2 separate regions of the Mus musculus genome follow, and region 2 is linked to region 1. Evidence: chromatin contacts called from public HiChIP or PLAC-seq data. All regions are on one chromosome and are shown on one strand. The core of a region is the stretch at or near the end of the contact, and the rest is flanking DNA. Distances in the headings are between cores, read along the strand shown.

Evidence for each region. HiChIP or PLAC-seq counts read pairs in DNA pulled down with a chosen protein or histone mark.
Region 2: a contact with region 1 is called in a FOXA1 HiChIP or PLAC-seq map of pancreatic cancer cells. The contact joins the promoter of Hcrtr1 here to the promoter of Hdac1 in region 1. A contact is called at or near these places in 2 of 115 datasets of contacts at active chromatin or transcription factors (microglia and pancreatic cancer cells).

What each region holds. Positions count from the first base shown.
Region 1 is chr4:129,540,331-129,544,463 of GRCm38.p6, reverse strand. Hdac1 (histone deacetylase 1) reads left to right here and starts at 1,818. Exons shown (of 14, transcript NM_008228.2): 1 at 1,818-1,883. The coding sequence starts at 1,835.
Region 2 is chr4:130,137,233-130,141,365 of GRCm38.p6, reverse strand. It overlaps Hcrtr1 (hypocretin (orexin) receptor 1), which reads left to right and starts at 2,204. Exons shown (of 9, transcript NM_198959.2): 1 at 2,204-2,358; 2 at 3,170-3,287; 3 at 3,699-3,936; 4 at 4,076-4,133. The coding sequence starts at 3,738.

The DNA of each region.
Region 1 (4,133 bases), core at 569-3,068:
GAGCCTTTTGGTGGATCAATAATGGCTACTTGAAGATTGACGGATTCAGGTTTTGTAGGAGCATGGGAGATGGTGGTTTTCTGCCATTTAGACACTCCCAGACATTTGTCAATGTGTAAGGACAATTTTGGGTGTCACAGTAAGGGCGTGTGTGGGGTGTTGCTACTGGTATAGAAGAAGGCCAAGCAGTCAATTAACATCTAAAAGGCCCGAAGACAGCCCCTACAACAAAGAGTGTAAGTAATTCAAGGTTAAGAAATTTTGCTGGCATGGCTTGAGGGTGGGGGAGTGGTGAAGGTCTTTTTTTTTGTTGTTGTTGTTGGTTCCCCCCCCACCCCCCAGACACGGTTTCTCTGTATAGCCACGTCTGTCCTGGAACTCACTGTGTAGACCAGGCTGGCCTCAAATTTAGAAATCAGCCTGCCTCTGCCTCTCAAGTGTTGGGATTAAAGACATATGCCACCCACTCTGGGGATAGAGGCAGGCAGATTTCTGAGTCGAAGACTCAGTTGAAATAAGGAGATCTGACGCCCTTCTGGTCTGGTGTGTGTCTGAAGGCAGCTACAGTGTACTTAATAAATAAATAAATAAATAAATAAATCTTTAAAAAAAAAAAAGGCAGGTGTGGTGGGGCATGCCTTTAATCACAGCACTCCGGAGGCAGAGGCAGGCAGATGTCTGAGTTCGAGCCCAGCCTGGTCTACAAAGTGAGTTCCAGGACAGCCAGGGCTATACAGAGAAACCCTATCTTGAAAAACAAACAAACAAACAAAAAAGCAAAAACAAACGAAGAAACAACCCCGCCCCCCCACCCCCACGTCCCCCCCAAACAACAACTTAGGCTTTCAGTTTAGAAAAATTAAGTTCTGGGTAGGTGAGATGGTTGCTGCCACCATGCCTGACCCAAATTTTCTGGATGGATCGCCCCGCCCCCACCCAGAGCCATTACATAGGAACACTCCCTCCAACACTCCCTCCAGTAAATTAAAAACTAAACACCAAGTTCTGTTACTTTGTCACAGTGCTCGGGCATATTGGATTTTGTCTTTTTTTAAAAAAAATATGTACAATTGGAGACGGAATTTAATTTGTAACACTGAATAAGCTCTTCAGCTTTACCTGTAAAATTGTTTTGTTATTTTTTGAGACATGCTTTCACTACGGAGAGCAAGTTGGCCTCAGATTACAGAGATCTTCCTGACTCTGCCTCCTGAGTGCTGGGATCAAAGACATAGCAACCACGCCCAACTGAAAACGAGCTTTGACATTAAAAAAGAAAAGTCCGTCAGAACTTATGAGCACATAAAGGTCTTGCCCCACTACAGTAGGCCTCTGGATATTTTCTTTCTGTTCCTTGCCATTCATTTCTCTCTCCAGTTCTAATCCAGACCAAACCTAGTCTTTTAGCTGCGTGACCTTGCGCAAGCATCTTTCCCCGGGAAGCCTCGGCGTATTCTCGGTAAAACGAGAAAGTTGGCCTCTGATCTTTGCACACGCTCCCAACTGTGAAGCGGGCTGCAGAGTTTACGGAGCCGACTCCCTCTCCCGGGACTCGATGGTACGGCCCCCGGTCTCCCCCACCCCTCCGCGCCGGACTTTGGTACAGGCCCAGGGGGCCCGCGGTGGCTTCTCTAAGCTGCCCTTGCCCCCCGCCGAGTTCCGGGCCCGACCCCGCGCATGCCGATTGGTTAGAGTGAGGCCCGGGCTGTGCGGCTATAGGTGATCCCGGGGGTGGGCGGGGCTTCGAGGCCGGCCCCTCCCCCTGGTCGGACGCCGTAAGGAGCCGCGGGCGGGCGGGCGGACAGACTGACGGGAGGGCCGGGCGGCGAGCAAGATGGCGCAGACTCAGGGCACCAAGAGGAAAGTCTGTTACTACTACGACGGTGAGCTGCGGGTGGGCGGCGCGGGCCGGGCGTTGGGGAAAGGCTGGGGGAGGAGGCTGGGAGGAGGCTGAAGCCCCGGGGAGGCTGAGGGAAAGTCGAGGCTGAAGGAGGAGGTTGGAGAGAGGAAGTCGAGGCTGAGGCCGGAGATGAGGTGGGGGTCGTGGAAGGGGTAGTCTGCGGTAATCCCGGTGGCGGAGATTCTCGGGGAATCCGACCTGAAGTTGGAGTGGGATTCCTGGAGGGAAGCCTAAGTGGCGGCGGGGATCGGAATATGATGGAGACGGTTTGCCTGGATATCTTCCCCTGCTGAGAATACAAAGGTTTTTCACTGTCCCCATTCACTCTCTCTCTTTTTCTTTCTTTCTTTTGGTGAGTTCTGCAGGACTGGCCACTCATCCCCTCCCCCACTCCATCCCCCAAGTCTATGAGTAGGGCCTGCAGTTGCTAGTTGGGAAATGGGGCTCCCCGGGGATGCAAGAAGAGAGGTGCATGAAACTTGTTAAAACGACTTTTCATTGAGCCAGCGCGAGCATCTTACTCTGTCCTGGGTTGTGTTTCTGTTGGGGCTGGAGGGCTCATCGAGGCACATTTCCTGTGTTGAGTTCCCGTCTGAAGGGGGAGCTAGACAATGTCACAGGTATCTTTCGGTGTTAGCGCTGGGACAAGGGAATGTGGGGTGGAGGAGAACACAGCAGGAGCCTCAGCCCAACCTGAGAGGAGCAGGTTGTGTGTCAGTGCTTAGGACCCAAGAACTGGAGTTACAAGCCAGGCCCTGGCAAGTGGAGCCAACAGCAGGGGGAGGGGACAGCACCTTTATCTGAGAAAGGGTCTCACAGTGTAACTCAGCTGGTCTTGGATTAAGCCCCTTCTTCTTACTCTTGACTCCAGGCTTACACCACTTGGTCCAGCATTTGTGTTTTGGGAATAGCAGTTGAGTTGTTCAGGGGACATCTAGCCAGCCAGCCAGTAGGCGGTTGGCTGTTTAGATCTGAAATTTAGAAGACAGATATTTTTTGGTAATTGTCGGTATAAAATAATTCAGATAGTAATTTTAGCTGGATTAGAAAAGGGTGTTATAACTCCAGTTGTAGAGGGTGAAGAGCTATGTTGATACTTTTTTTTTTTTTTTGGAAATGGCCTCTGTGTAACCCTGGCTAGCCTGGAACTCACTTTGTAGACCAGGTTTGCTTCCTACTGGAAGAGATTTATCCTACCCCCCTCCCGAGTGCTAGGATTAAAGGCATGTGCCACAACCCTGGCCTGTTTTAATTCTGAAGAAGTGGACTAAGAAGGTTCAGTGGTCCTGATTGCTCTTTCACTATGCTGTCTTTCAACTGTTAGCCACATTCCTGTTTCAGTCTTTCCCAGTGCTGTGGGGTGACGGAGCCACCAAGCCTGGTGTCTTCTTGTTTCTGTTCTGTTTTGTTTTTAAGGCAGGGTCTGTCTCTAACAGCCCTAGCTGTCCTGGAAGTTGCTTTGTAGACCAACTAGGCTGGCCTCTGAACTCAGAGAGATCCCCCTGCCTCTGCCTCCTGAGTATTAAAGGGGTGCACCACTGTCTAGCAGCCTCATTTTTTGTTTCGGTTCTTTTTGTTTGTTTGGTTTGGTTTGGTTTGGTTTTGGTTTTTTGAGACAGTTTCTCTGCGTAGCCCTGGCTGTCCTGGAACTTACTCTCTAGACCAGGCTGGCCTCAAACTTAGAAATCCGTCTGCCTCTGGCCACCAAGTGCTGGGAATTTTTTTTCTTCTTCTTGTTTTTTGTAGATAATACATTTCTTGGAGAAAAGTCTCCTTATCTCCACTTCCTAAAAGATTGGGTAGTATAATAGGCATAATTTTTTTAAAGAATTATTTATTTTATGTATGTGAGCACACTGTAGATGTCTTTAGACACACCAGATCTCATTACAGATGGTTGTGAGCCACCATGTGGTTGCTGGGAAACGAACCCAGGACCTCTGGAAGATCAGTATGTGCTCCCAACTGGTGAGCCATCTCTCCAGCCCCATAATTTTTTTTGAGATTATAATAGAATTACATAATTTCCCCTCCTTTTCTCTCTTTTTTTCTTCAAGACAGGATTTCTCTGTATAGCCCTGGCTGTCCTGAAACTGGTGCTGTAGACCACTAGATTGTTCTTGGACTCACAGAGATCCTCCTTTCTCTGCCTCTCAGGTGCTGGGATTAAAGGCCAGCCCTAATACTTCCTTGCAGAGGTTTTCCTTGCTTTGTTAACTGGAGAAAGCAGGGC
Region 2 (4,133 bases), core at 955-3,454, 600 kb before region 1:
AAGCTAGAGCGCCTAGGGGACTTGGAATCCACAGCTCTGAACTGTAGAGTTGGTGCAGAGCCTGGGCTGCCCACTGCCCACGCAGCGATCTGTATCTTCCACAATCCCTGACTGTACATCGCCTGCAGCAGCTGTTACTTGAATGTCCTTGCATGATCTGCCTCCCATCCCCCACGTGCTGTAGCCTCCTCTGGGACCCCTACATGGCAAATGGTCGCAGCTCCAGATTGGTGTGTGTGTTTGGGGAGGGGGGGTGCGGACAGAATGCAGAAGGATGACTCATCACCATGGGAGCAGACTACCGAGTTCCACATTCACACACTTGCAGAGCTGTAGACACAAAGGCATGCCCACACGCACATTCCCAAACTCACAGGGAGACACACTGAAATACACTGAGCGCACGCACATACACACGTGTGCATACAGTCCTTAGACACAGACACCAAAACAAAGGGACAAATCAAGACACATAAGACATCTCTTACCCAGGGGGAAGCCAATCATCATCCAAAAGCCTACTCTCGTACGGAGACACACAAATACCCATGGCTAGTTTCTTTAGAGACATCCTAACCACCCTCTGTGAATATATAAACCCTCTCCCTTATCACCCCACTGTGTCTCTCTCTGTGTGTCTCTGCTGTCTCTCTGCCTCTCTCTGTCGCTGTCTCTGTCTCTGTCTGTCTCTGTCTCTGTCTCTGTCTCTGTCTCTGTCTCTCTCTCTCTCTCTCTCTCTCTCTCACACACACACACACACACCACAGTCCCTCTTCTCTGGAGTCCTTCATCCATCCCCTGCCTCAGGCAGCACTCAGAGCAGACATGACAGTTTTAGAGTCCTAGAGATCTGTGGCCTATATTCTTGCATACAGATGCCACAACTACCCAAGGACAGAGTTTCTGCCTTGGGTCCAGCCACTCCCATTCTTCCAGAGTAGATAGAGGTCACCAGACCCAGAAGGGTGATGTCCTAGTCATCTGCTCACAGACCCCCTGTTTGCATCTCCAGTGCCTTAGAAGAGGGTCTGGCTGCAAAGGGAAGATGGTGGTTACAACTCCCAGGAAGGAAGGGATGTGTGAGAAAGGACCCTTGCTTGGACGACACTGTCTTGAGGTGATAGGTGGACAAAGTCCCCACCCACCTGCTAGGATTCCCAGGAGACCTGATCCAATCATGTGCACCTGCTGTTGTCTGCCTTAAAGACACACACACACACACACACACACACACACACACACACACACACCTCCGTGTTAACCCAAGGGCCACTTGGTCCTGCTTCCGGCTTCAGAGCAGGTGTTGCTGTTCTAGGAAGTCCTGGGTGAGCTCTTCTGCTCTGTTGTGACTCTCAGCTCCCTAGGTCTCACCCATCTTTGTGGACACCATAGGGAAATGCCTTACTCCCCGGAAGCCTACATCCTATGCAGAACTGGGGGTTAGAGGGGCTCTGGGAGATCTGAGAGTGAAACACAGGTTCGAACCTCAGCACTGCCTCTGACCTTGGGCAAAGCCCCGAGCTGTGTGTATCCAAGGACTTATCTGTAAAATGGGGACAGTAATAACTATCTCCCCCAGGCTGACGCGGGGATTAAATGAGATCATGCATTGAGTATCCTGTGGAAATGGCGGCCGTATTACAGGTTCATTGCTTGCCACAGAGATTGGTAAATATTGAGTTAATGAACGCCTCCAGCTTCCCTTCTTCTGCCTCCACCTCATGTCTGTGCTTTAGGAGGGGGAAAGTAAATGTGAACAAGAAGGATTTGGGGCAGGGAGAACGGGAAAGATCAGGGCTTTCTGACATCTCTGGACACCAGCTGCTCCAGCGCGTCCTGAGATTGCTTGAAGGCGGCACCGGCATCCTCTTACCCTTATGCCACTCACCTGTGCCACCACCCTAATCGGTCAGGTGAGGCAGCAAGTAGTGGTGGGGTCCACCCCTGCTCTGTGGCCCCTCGACGCTCCCCACCCCAGGTGCGTGCTGAATGCCGGGTGGCGGGAGCGTAAGTGTGCGAAGGATGTGAATGAGCCAGTGGACGCGTGAATGGAGGTGGATGGAAGCGTGAAGTACAAGGCGGGGCTCCAGCTGGGTGACCTCGAGTGCAGACAGGCCGGGGCTCCCTCCCCTCTCCTCCCAGCATCCCGCTCCGCTCCCCTCCCCGCGGCGCGCAGCCCTCCCTAGCCCTCCCGAGCTACCGCGGGCACCAGAGCCGGGACCACGCAGCCACTGAGCGGACAGCGCCGCCTCAGGAGGGGGCTACCCCGCCGCGTCTCCAGTTCCGCACCAAGGCGAAGTCCCGCGAGCAAGGTCCAGGTTCCAGCAACGGAGGATGCCCGGGGCCGGGAGCCAACAGGTGCGGGGCGTGGGCGACCCCCAGGACTGACTTGGGGATTCCAGAAGAGCATCGGCAGGTGATGGAGGGGGCTGGAGTCTCTGGGGACCTGGGTGCCGGAAGACTGCGCCACCCCCCACTCCGCTCACCTCCGGGAGGTACCCTTTAGCGCACTTGCTGCCCCTTCTGGGAATCCTCCCAGACCCCCTAAGGAGCAGGGAGGTCCCGCTGGGAAATCGGTAGGCCAATGTCTCTGCCCCTTCCCCTAGGGCTCTCGAAAGGACTGTCCATCCTCTTAACACCAATCTGGGGTCGTCCCTACCCAGCCAAGGGAAGAAGGGGTCTGAGCAAGGGAGGAGGGAGCGGCCTGAGCCAGGCCGGATTTATGAATGGAGAGCGGCCTGCGCACCGGCTCAGCGACCCCTGGCGGCCGTCGGGGAGCATCTCGGCCCCGGGGACTCCAGGAGACCTAGCAAGGGGGGTCTTGAGAAGCCTGTTTCTTGGCGTGAGGATCCTCCTTTCGTCTCTCCTAGGAAGGTGCTTACCCGCACTCCTCTTCGCGGGTCTGTGCGTTCCCGCGCGTGTACGCTCACTGAGGAGGATCTGGCAAGTCTAGTGGGCGGGACCTAGGTCTTTAATATCTCCCTGCACCCTTTTCCCAGCCAAGGGAAAAGGCTTGAGGACTGACTCAAGAAAGAATATTTGTCGTTGGGGATGGGTTTCCTTCCTAAATCTGTGGTGGCCGGAGGACTCAGACTGTCCTGGATTGGCTTTGTGACCTTGAACAAGGGACTCAACCTCTCAGCTTCCCGTCTCTCCATCCACACAACAGGGCTTGCTAATAATGATACCGAATACTGACTGGAGGGCCAGCTTCTGGGTGTACCAGGCTCTGGGTGAAGTAGTTCCCAAACCTTAGAGCTCAATACTCTTCATCGTGGCTCTGGAAGGTAGGTAACTTTAATACTCTGTTGGACCACTGGGTGGGGAAACTGAGTCTCAAGGAGGGAGGTAAAAGGTGCCTAGCTCCACCATTCCCACCCCATGACTAAGAATAAAGAGACGGAGGTAGACAAAGTCCCTAATGTCCTCTTCTTTCCTTCCTTCCTTCCTTCCTTCCTTCCTTCCTTCCTTCCTTCCTTCCTTCCTTCTTTCCTTCCTTCCTTCCTTCCTCCCTCCCTCTCTCCCTCCCTCCCTTCCTCCCTTCCTTCCTTCCTCCCCTCCTTTCTTCCCTCCTTCCTTTCTTCCCTACCTCCTCTCCCTCAGGAAGTTTGGTCTGAGACCCCAAAGACCTGAGGGCAAGACCAGGGCCTTTGAAAGGAGTGGGCTGAGGGCTTGTGGGAGTTTCTCTTTCTCCACAGAGCCCAGGACTCTCCTCAGCTGAAGTGGCTCCTAAACTCATGGAACCCTCGGCCACTCCTGGGGCCCAGCCTGGAGTCCCCACTAGTAGTGGGGAACCCTTCCATCTGCCTCCAGACTATGAGGACGAGTTCCTCCGATACCTGTGGCGCGATTATCTCTACCCGAAGCAGTACGAGTGGGTTCTCATTGCAGCCTACGTGGCTGTGTTCCTCATAGCCTTGGTGGGCAATACCCTGGGTAGGTGTCTGTTTTCTTCTGAACTAGAGGGAGTCCTGGGCCTTCCCTTCATACCCATTCTTGCTGGTGAGGTCGGGATGGGGCCTGAATGTGTGTGGCTTTGCTAACTGGCTTCACCTCACCTTGCTGCTCTCTGCAGTCTGCCTGGCTGTGTGGCGGAACCACCACATGAGGACAGTCACCAACTACTTCATTGT